Regions from separate parts of the Zea mays genome. Here all the other regions are linked to region 2. A link is a contact called in public Hi-C data. All regions are on one chromosome and are shown on one strand. The core of a region is the stretch at or near the end of the contact, and the rest is flanking DNA. Distances in the headings are between cores, read along the strand shown. Region 1 holds the start of LOC100283020. Region 2 holds the start of LOC103652983 (protein NRT1/ PTR FAMILY 4.4-like). Region 3 holds the start of LOC100382673 (evolutionarily conserved C-terminal region 10).

Evidence for each region. A called contact is a pair of places that touch in the nucleus more often than the background predicts.
Region 1: a Hi-C map of ear shows a contact between it and region 2, with 3 times the contacts expected there. The contact joins the promoter of LOC100283020 here to the promoter of LOC103652983 in region 2. A contact is called at or near these places in 6 of 25 Hi-C or Micro-C datasets (bundle sheath, ear, endosperm and 2 more).
Region 3: a contact with region 2 is called in a Hi-C map of ear, with 1.7 times the contacts expected there. The contact joins the promoter of LOC100382673 here to the promoter of LOC103652983 in region 2. A contact is called at or near these places in 3 of 25 Hi-C or Micro-C datasets (ear, leaf and tassel).

What each region holds. Positions count from the first base shown.
Region 1 is chr4:27,667,211-27,670,423 of Zm-B73-REFERENCE-NAM-5.0, forward strand. LOC100283020 reads right to left here and starts at 1,645. Exons shown (of 8, transcript NM_001155922.2): 1 at 1,175-1,645; 2 at 1,018-1,093; 3 at 235-364; 4 at 41-152. The coding sequence starts at 1,495.
Region 2 is chr4:27,982,797-27,985,808 of Zm-B73-REFERENCE-NAM-5.0, forward strand. LOC103652983 (protein NRT1/ PTR FAMILY 4.4-like) reads left to right here and starts at 1,598. Exons shown (of 5, transcript NM_001346883.1): 1 at 1,598-2,370; 2 at 2,582-2,799. The coding sequence starts at 1,665.
Region 3 is chr4:28,297,482-28,300,646 of Zm-B73-REFERENCE-NAM-5.0, forward strand. It overlaps LOC100382673 (evolutionarily conserved C-terminal region 10), which reads left to right and starts at 1,357. Exons shown (of 9, transcript NM_001175397.1): 1 at 1,357-1,559; 2 at 2,389-2,462; 3 at 2,598-2,769; 4 at 3,084-3,160. The coding sequence starts at 1,523.

The DNA.
Region 1 (3,213 bases), core at 395-2,894, 320 kb before region 2:
CTTTTATTAATGAATCAGGCAATATTTACTCTAAAATTACCTGCACAGGAGCATAGGCAGTTGGTCCTGTAACAGGAGCAGGTGAAGTCATCGCTACAGGGGGGACTGGATACGCAGCATATGGATTGTAAGGAGGTGGCGCTGTGATATAACTGAATCATATCCAAGAAAGAGAAATGATAAGCCCTTGATGAATGATTAATTACTGCATGGGAAAAAAGAATAAACACTTACCCTGGGGTTCCCCACATGGAAACAGCTGGTGGAGGTGGATGAAATGGAGGAGCATAAGGAGAATGAGTATAATCTCCACCTGTTCGCAACCGTTTACTTTGATCCACAGCATTTGCATCAATTCCCACACCTAAAATGGTTTTAATCATTCAAGACATAATAGATATGCAAAACATCATAGTAACCAAACCATTCATTATACTGGAAGCAAACAGCTATTGAAGGGGCAATCTAAGATCAAGCTGGACCGTTTTGTGCGAAGCAGTAAAACTGGCAAAACACTAGTATTGCATGATCAAAACAACCTGATCAAAACAGTTTTGTACTTCAAGATCATATATTTGACATTGATCAAAACAACCTCCAGGTTACAAACGATGACAATACCTTCTTCCAATAAAGAAGCCAGTGCATGGGCCTGCCTTCCGGTTACTGATTTTTATAAGGTTTATTGCTTTAAATTTGTTGTGTAATTAAGGGAATTCTATTAAATTTCAAAGAAAAGGCTAGGGACTAGATATCATAGGCCTTGTCTCAAAAACCACAAACTATGTTCAGTAGATGTTGTGAACTCAATGTATCCAGCATCACAGGTTGCTCCTTTTGAATTTGAACCAAACAGAAGAGCCATGACAGCACATGGAATGAAGATTATCCCAACAACATTGTATTAATGCATCAATAAACTCTATCTATGCGGTTGGAGATTCCATTAATTAATATTGTATGCTACTAGAGCGACAGCAGAGAGAACATGTGAATGTTAAGTGGACAAAATCTCACATCTCTTAACGAAGAGGTTCTTCTTGGCCATCTCGGTGTGCAGCGCCACCTTGGTCTCAGCATCGAACACCATATCCTGCAGATGACGGGTGCCCGGGGTCACATCTCATCCCTGCGAAGTCCAAACCCTCGCCCACCATCAAGAACCGAAACAAACCTGGAGCGCAGTCTTTGCGGCGATGGCCTGGTGCGCGGTGGAGAAGAGCGCGAAGCCCATGGGCTGGTCGCCCTTGAAGTTGATCTGGGACGCCTCGAATCCCGGGAGCCAGCGCAGCAGGTTGTGCAGCTCCCTTTCCTTGACGTCTGCAGGGAGCCCCGTGATGAAGATAGTGCGGACCTCGTCCGGGCCAACGGTGCCAGGCGCGCCGGGGACGGGGGGTGGAGGAGGGACGGCGACCGAGGCCGCGGCCCCCGGCGGGGGCGGCGCGGCCGCCGTGGGTGGCCACTGCTGGAACGGGTGGATACCGGCGCCGGCCATGGAATTACGCTAAACCTAGCGGAAGAGACAGATTGGGGTTTGGGGGCTGGGAGGGCGAGGGTTCGGAAGGAGGAGATAGAGAGAACGACGAATTGCGGATTTGGGGATGGAGATGATGAGACGATGGATCTCGGGATCTGGATTGTGAGTGAGACGGGGGGGCACGGTACGGTGGTAGGCCAGCCAAGCTGGCGCCGCACCTGGCCACCTGCTGCATGTTCTCCCGTTAAATTTTTTTAGGCTATTTTTTTAACTCCGTTTTTTCCGAGAGATTTATATTTTTAAGAAAAATTAAACTAATTTCTCGAAAAAATAAAAAAATTGAAAACATGTAGTTTCCAAATTAGCCCTTAATTTTATTTTCCGAGTAATATCTCTTTTATAGAAGTGACTGTGCATTATACTACTCATTTTCATGCACTTTCTACACATATTATAAAGTTATCTCCGGTGGATCCTGGAAAATATGAATTTGCACTATACATATTATTTGTAAAGTGAAATTTAAAATAGGGGATAGAATAAAGGAGTTGTTAGGGATAGTCTAATGCTCCGTTCGAATGTCGATATTGAAGGACATTATCGGATACCTAGGAACGGGTACCCGAAGTAAGGTCTATAAATAGGGGATAGAATAAGAGAGATCTTAGGGCGCTCCAGGTCGATAGATCACCCAGGGCGTCCCCAGATAATGTGGAGTCGCCTAGAAATTAATAGGCAGCCGAGACATAGTATTTTTAATGGACAACTAGATCTTGCCCCCGGGGAGGGTAAGATCCTAGGTTCGTCTTGGGGTTGGCATGCCACACAAGACGGATCTAGACGACGTAGAGTCAAATAGAGGTGTAGGTGGATATGCGGAAAGCTACAACTAAGGCTAGGCTACATCTACTCCTAGGGCAGAAATGATAAAGGAATGATAAATAAAGTAATTGGTTCGATTGGAATGTGATCGGGGGTTCTCAATCGGTTGTACCCCTTCATATATATATAGGGGAGGTCTGGACCCATTCCTAGGCGATAGCTAACAAACCCCACATGATTAGATGGACAAACACGCATGAGATAAGGATAATCGTCCGAGTTAATCTGATCACGGGGCCACGAATCGTCCGGACCCTAGGGCTGGACCATTCGTCACTTTTGGTGGTCTACACATGCCCCCTACCTTTTGGTGGAGCTTGGCGAACCAAAAGCACCAGCGAAAACTTCAGAAACAATTGACTTCATGATTTATTTTGTTCCCGAAGTAAGGACTCAACTCGATGCAAGCCATCAGCTCTTGTGATCAGATAATATAAATATTTGATTGAACTTTGATGTACAAAGGTCGTTTCATATTGCATTGTCTTCGGCCATGTCTGCTTGATCAACATGTCAATAGGCAAAAACTTGTGGTGCCCCTAGCCTGAATAAGCAAACGGATTGAGCCAGCAATACGGATTCGTCGTCATACCACCCCACACTTGAGTAGGACAACACATCGGCGATGGATAGACTGGGAAGCACCATGCCATCCCTGGAGGAGGATGACTAGGTGATTTTGGTTGTGCTACCTTTTGGGCCGGTTTAGTTGGCTTTTGATTTCGCACGGATCGTCTTTTTGACTTCATTTGTTTTATTGGTCGGTTGCGTGGAATGACCTTCTTCATTTATTTAGCAAGCAGCTGATCAAAAGTAGGACCGACTCTGCTAAGTCGGCCAGACGTCTTGGAAGT
Region 2 (3,012 bases), core at 348-2,847:
CAAGAGACACCAATCGTGTGGTGGTCCTTGTGGGAACTTTATGTTCCAAGTGATTGAGAAGAAAAGCTCACTCGATCCGAGGGACCGTTTGAGAGAGGGAAAGGGTTGAAAGAGACCCGGTCTTTGTGACCACCTCAACGGGGAGTAGGTTTGCAAGAACCGAACCTCGGTAAAACAAATCCGCGTGTCACACTCTTTATTCGCTTGCGATTTGTTTTGCACCCTCTCTCTCGGACTCGATTATATTTCTAACGACTAACCCGGCTTGTAGTTGTGATTAACTTTGTAAATTTCAGTTTCGCCCTATTCACCCCCCTCTAGGCGACTTTCACTGGGCATGACTTGTTTTGTTGTGCTCGCCAGGCGGTCTGCGTACTCAGGCCTAGTCCCAATAGGTTAAGAGCGCGCCGCAGGCCGGGGGGGGGGGGTGCGTGGGTCATAAATGTTCCGCAGTTCGAGGGGTTCGTAGGTTATGAGTGCGTTGCAGCCCAAGAGGTTCGTAGGCCATGAGTGGGAGGCGGATGACGTCTCTGTCGTGGCTCGGTGTCAGACATAGTTAATGCGGAAGGTCACTTATGGCGGGTCGGTCTCAGACCGGGCGAAGGACCCACTCGAGTGTTTTTTCCCTTCGGTTCGCCCGACCCCCCTGTCCAGTTCCGCCACCCCTGACCCCGGGGCTCGGTGCCGCAGGGTTCGTTTGGGGACGGGCGCTTACAGGGTAGCCGTTTCATTTCTCCTCCAGTTAGCCGACGGGCCACAGTCGCTAGGGACTTTTTCCCCAGCACGCTCGCTGACCGATTGACCCTAGGAATTGGGGATCTTGTCCCCTGACAAGACTACACAGGTTTTCTAGAAACCACAATTTAGCTAACACACAGAAGAAGAAAAAAACAAAAAGCCCTCGCAGAACCTGGACAACCCCTCACGCAGACGAAAATGTACCGGTACACCTCTGGTTTTCGGCTAGGAGTGGTATTGAATCATGATCCGAATGTTTGTTCACAACAAGTTAAAGCTCTTGATTAGTTTTAGTTTAAAAAATGAATAAAAATATAGTCTGGTCCTTTATAATTTAGTGTATGCCTAACCCAAAAGGAAGCTCCATGGCACGCCTTGCCGCCCGTAGCTAGCCGGCCGGCAGGCCACAACAGGTGGAGAGGCGACGCCACAGGCCACACCGCCACACGGTTGAGAGGTCGACCATCACCGATCTGGCCGCCTTCTCACCTGTCGAGGTCCAGACTCCAGATCGAGGAGGCTGTAGGTTGGCGGGCGCTGACAGAGAGAGGGACGTCACGGGGAGAAAAAGAGGAGAGGCACGCAGCATGATTATTGACTGGTCCAAGGAAGGGGGCTCACTTCACTTATCGCTGCTTCTAAACCAGAACCAGATCCGTGCGATGCGACCAAAGATAGCCTTCTTCCTCTGTACGCACTCCGTGTATGCATGCATAGAAGAAACAAGTTACTACTAGTATGTACAGTGCTGCATTTCTTGGTTTAGCTGGGGGGGGCCTTGGGGGGCGGGGAATGCCCTTCTTCGCATTGACGAAGTAGTAGAAAGTCGCAAGGGCAGCCAGAGACAGAGAAGGCCACTCACTATTCATTCGAACCAGTTTGTCCGGACCAGGACCCGATGCTGTCAAAAAGTAAGCAGCCACAGTATGAAAGGGAAGCGTTTTTCCCTTTCCTTGGGGCGGGTCGGAGACCAGGCGCCAGGCGGAGCAGAGCGCGCGGGGCGCGGCGGGGCCGGAACACGCGCGCACTATGCCCAGCCCAACTGCTACCTGACCGGCACCGGCACCGGCACCGGCACGGGCTGTGCGACGCTGCCGCCTTTGCACGTGACGTGCGCTCTCTGCTCTGCTCCCTTGGCCGCCGGTGTGTACTGTACGAGTCCTACGTCCAAACAGATGAGAAGGAAGCGAAGCACTGCACTGCACACGCCGCCTTGGGCCTTGGCTCGGCTGGCTGCTCGCGGCTGCGCTGCATATTATAAAGCCCGCGCCAGCTCTTGCCGACCCGAGCGCAGAGCTTGCTGCTTGCCTTGCCTTGCCTTTGCCTGCCAATCCAATCCAGTCCTGCACCTGCTCGGGCGGCTAGTAGCTGGCCAAAGCTCCGGTGCCAGCTTCGACTCGAGTGCGGTTGCAGGCTGCCTGTCTAGTCAACTCGCTCGCCGGCTCGTCGCTCCTCCAGGGAGGGAGGGAGTGTGTGTGTGTCTAGCAGACAGAGATAGAATACGAGAGATAGAGAGAGAGGCCATGGACGATGCAGAGAGATCCCAGGCGCCGCCCGAGAGCTGCGTGGACTGGCGCGGGCGCCCCTGCCGGCCGCGCCACGGCGGCATGCGCGCCGCCGCCTTCGTCCTAGGTGCGTGCGTACGTTTCCGCTGCCTCTCCCTCCCTCCCTCCCTCCCTCCCTGGGGACGGATTATTACTGCTACTCTGCTCGTAGCACCAGTCACCAGACCCCCAACAAGTCGAAGGGCAAGACCCAGGCCGACGCCGCGCCGGCGCCCGGGCAATGCCGTGTATATACAGCAACAGATTAAGAAGGCGTCTGGTTGTTGTGCGCATTGCAGTGTTCCAGGCGTCGCAGACGATGGCGCTGGCGGCGGTGGGGAGCAACCTCATCACCTTCGTGTTCGGGGAGCTGCACTTCCCGCTGCCGCAGGCGGCCAACGTGGTGACCAACTTCGTCGGCACCGTCTTCATCCTCTCGCCCCTCGGCGGCTTCCTCTCCGACTCCTACGCCGGCTGCCTGCGCACGCTGCTGGCCTTCGCCGCCGTCGAGCTCGCGGTACGTATGCTATGTGTACGCAGGCAGGACACCCTCTCTCTCTACTCTCTAGCAGCAGCAGCAGCAGTAGCAGTACTACTCCCTATCCTATGTAGCATCACTCTCATGGACTGGACGACGAGTCGACGACATGGATGGACCAGCGAGCCCACAGCCAGAGCCAGCTGCTTTTCTTTTCCCCCCGCTCCTTTGTTTCTGACCCAGCTAGCTTTT
Region 3 (3,165 bases), core at 107-2,606, 310 kb after region 2:
AAGACTATTAGTTAAATTTGGACATATTATTAATATAACGTATATTCACCAAATTATTTACATCCTTCAAACAATCTCCATCCATTTTCTGTTCGACCGCGCCATTATCTGCACAGAGTTCGGCATCATCGTCACCCCGGCTGGGATTCCTCCTACACGTAGGTCTCCTCTTCACATCACACAACGCCAGAGGCCTATCGCGTAGCCACTGCCAGAGGCCGTTGCGCAGCCGCCACCGCTGGAGACCTGTCGCGTAGCCGCCGTCGCCGGAGACCTGTTGCGCAGCCGCCGCCGTCGGGGCCTAGGTGCTACCAGGGGGATGAGGACTCATAGGTGATCCACGGGGATGGGTCGTGGGCGCTGCCAGAGGCGGGGGACGACAATCATTGTTTCGCTTTGCCCGTGCTGCCAGTGTGCCTGTGCTAGCAGATTTCAACTTTGACATCGGCACACATTATACCTCACATTTTTCTCACGGCAACAATGGATTAAAAGTTTTATTTTTAATCTATTTTTGTTATTATTGATGATTATTATTATTCTCTAAGTACCGGCTAGATTTTATTAAAAACATGTGAAACAAAGTACATTATACCTTACATTTTCTCACGAATAAGGAAAAGTGTTCTAGAGAACCAGACTCCACGGGTTGAAGAAGAACCCCAAAGAGTGTGCGTCCGAGGTGACTGTAGGATAATTATTCCTTGGTTTCATGATTCACGAACAAGGAATAGGTATGCTAAACCCTAAACCTACCTTATATTCAGAGAAGATTTCTATATCTATATATATTTACGATGTCTTTAAAGCGTCATCTAAATATAGAGAACGTTCTCCAGTCTCTCTATATATAGAGATTATTTGTTCTGTTCACTATCCATTGTAATACTTTAAACAGTGAATTAAGTTAAACAAATATATGTATAAATGTATTAGAGTATGTGCATATGTATATAAAATTAGGGCAAAACATACCTGTAATATGTGCGTTTACTATATAGAGGACGATACATGTTGTTAAAGATAAATGAGATATAAAAGGGAAAATATTTTAGAAAAAAAAATCTAAAGGACAGATATATTATTGCTCTCAATTTCTCAAACCCAAAACCGCACGTGCCGCCGATCCTAAATAAAAGTCCGTGGCAGACAGATCCGTCACGAGTCCGGATCAGATCTGAGTAGTGAGTACCACCTCACAAGCACAACCGGGTCCCCAAGCCCGATCAGACCCGTTAAGAACGAACCCGGTGGGCCGGGCCGGGATCAGCCAACGCGCGGGGCGGCACGTCGCCTATTTCCGCTGTTGTATAAAATCATTGGTTGGGAGAGACGCTCGTGGTTTCTTTTCTTCCCCACTCCTCTCGTCGCGTCCAATAAAAAGGGGGGAAGAGCATTTTCCCTTTTTTTTGCTCCCCTCCCCCCTCGCTTCTCCCGAATTTGATGCTTAAACCCTCGCCGGGAGGAGGACTCCACGCGCGAGCCCGCCCGCGCCACCTACCGCCGCGCCCGGATCCCCGCCATGGCCGCCGCGCCGCACCGGGCCCAGGTCCCCGCTGGTGAGACCTTGCCTCCTGTTGCTGGATTGGGGTTTGACTTTTTTGGTTCCCCTTGTCGCTGGGTCGTGATTGCGCTGTGTCGCTGCTCGAATTCTCTTGCTCGAAGGGCTCTGCGCGCTGGATTCGGCGGGAATTCGCGCCGGGTCTGCGATTTCGGAGCCGGCCCTGCTGCCCGGGCTCGCGGTGGGGGCTCCTAGGTCAAGATTGGTTCCGGGGCTACGGTTCCTTCGCTCCTCGGAAGCCCCGTAACTGCGATTTTCCCGTCGGGGTTGCGTGCTCGTACCCAGCCGTGGAAGAAGATGCGCGGAGCAGGCTGCGGCTGGGATTTGTGCTGATTACGTTGCCTCACGTCCTCGTGAGGGCAATAGCGTCTTTTATGCCTTTTCCCGTTTTGCCGGGGCACGTCCGCGGTCCGCCCACAGGAGGGACGGCTCGGGGTATTGCTAGCCGTAGCCGTTTTACAGGAGCTAGCACGGGAAAGTTGCTGCCAGTACGAACAGGATACGATTGTAAGTACTAAGTACCCAACGGGAAGCTCTAGCTTCAGTACATACTAGGTATTCGAGTAAGCTACTGTACAGCGGGACAGCTGGTTGGTGCTGATGACCTGATCATGTCAACGCCTGTGATTGTCCTGTGCATATGCACGTAGTAGCTTTCGAATGCTTGTGAATGGGTAGTTGACGAGTTGTACAGCTTGCGAGGTCTTGTTTCTGTTTTCTACAAGTATCATGCTTGTCTTTAAATTTTAGCTATTTTGCACCAAATCAAGGCAACTTTCCACGAATGCTACTGCCAACTTATCTTTCTATATTTATGTTTTTTGTAGATAGCACGGCTCCGTTGCAGACGGGGCCTGTACTTGAGAATAACCCCTCCAAGAGTGCAAACGCCAAGGACCAGGTAATTTAGTTCCATTTATAGTTTATTTTCTTTCTGATCTGTGCTTTGAAATGTTGTTTAGTTCCATTTATATTTTATTTTCTTTCTGATCTGTGCTTTGAAATGTTGTTCATGAACATGTTTCAATTGCGACAGATTCTTTCTGGTACAGAGAATGTGACTACAGGCAATGCACGTGGCGCTAGCTCCTTGAGATCGCCAAACGGCCCACCAGAGAAGGCTAGCTCTGTCGGAAAAGCTGGAGAGCAACCTTATCTCTACCAGCAAAATGTGTATGCACCACAGCCACAACCACTCTATCCTGGAGGTTAGGGTATATTCATTGCCTTTTAATTAATGTTAGCACATGTTCTGAATTCTGTTGCATAAAGCACGAGACGGAAATATATCCGTAGCTTCTGAACAATCTTCTATTGCTTCCAGCTAAATTTGTCTTTTCACTGGCTGTACAATTGACGTTTCATCTGCTTTGTTCACCTCTATTGCATCGATCTTGTGCTGATGAGGGCACTGAGTATATTATTCAATTAGAGACTTAGGCTCTTTATCAAGGGAGCAACATTTACTTCTCATGGAGTGCTGTTTTAAATTTGATATTCTTTTTTCTTCCCCTTGCTGTAGGATACATGAACCCTTCAGGACAATGGGAGGAATATCCCCATTATGTGAATATGGAGGGGCTCCATTCCGTATCTCCCGTAAG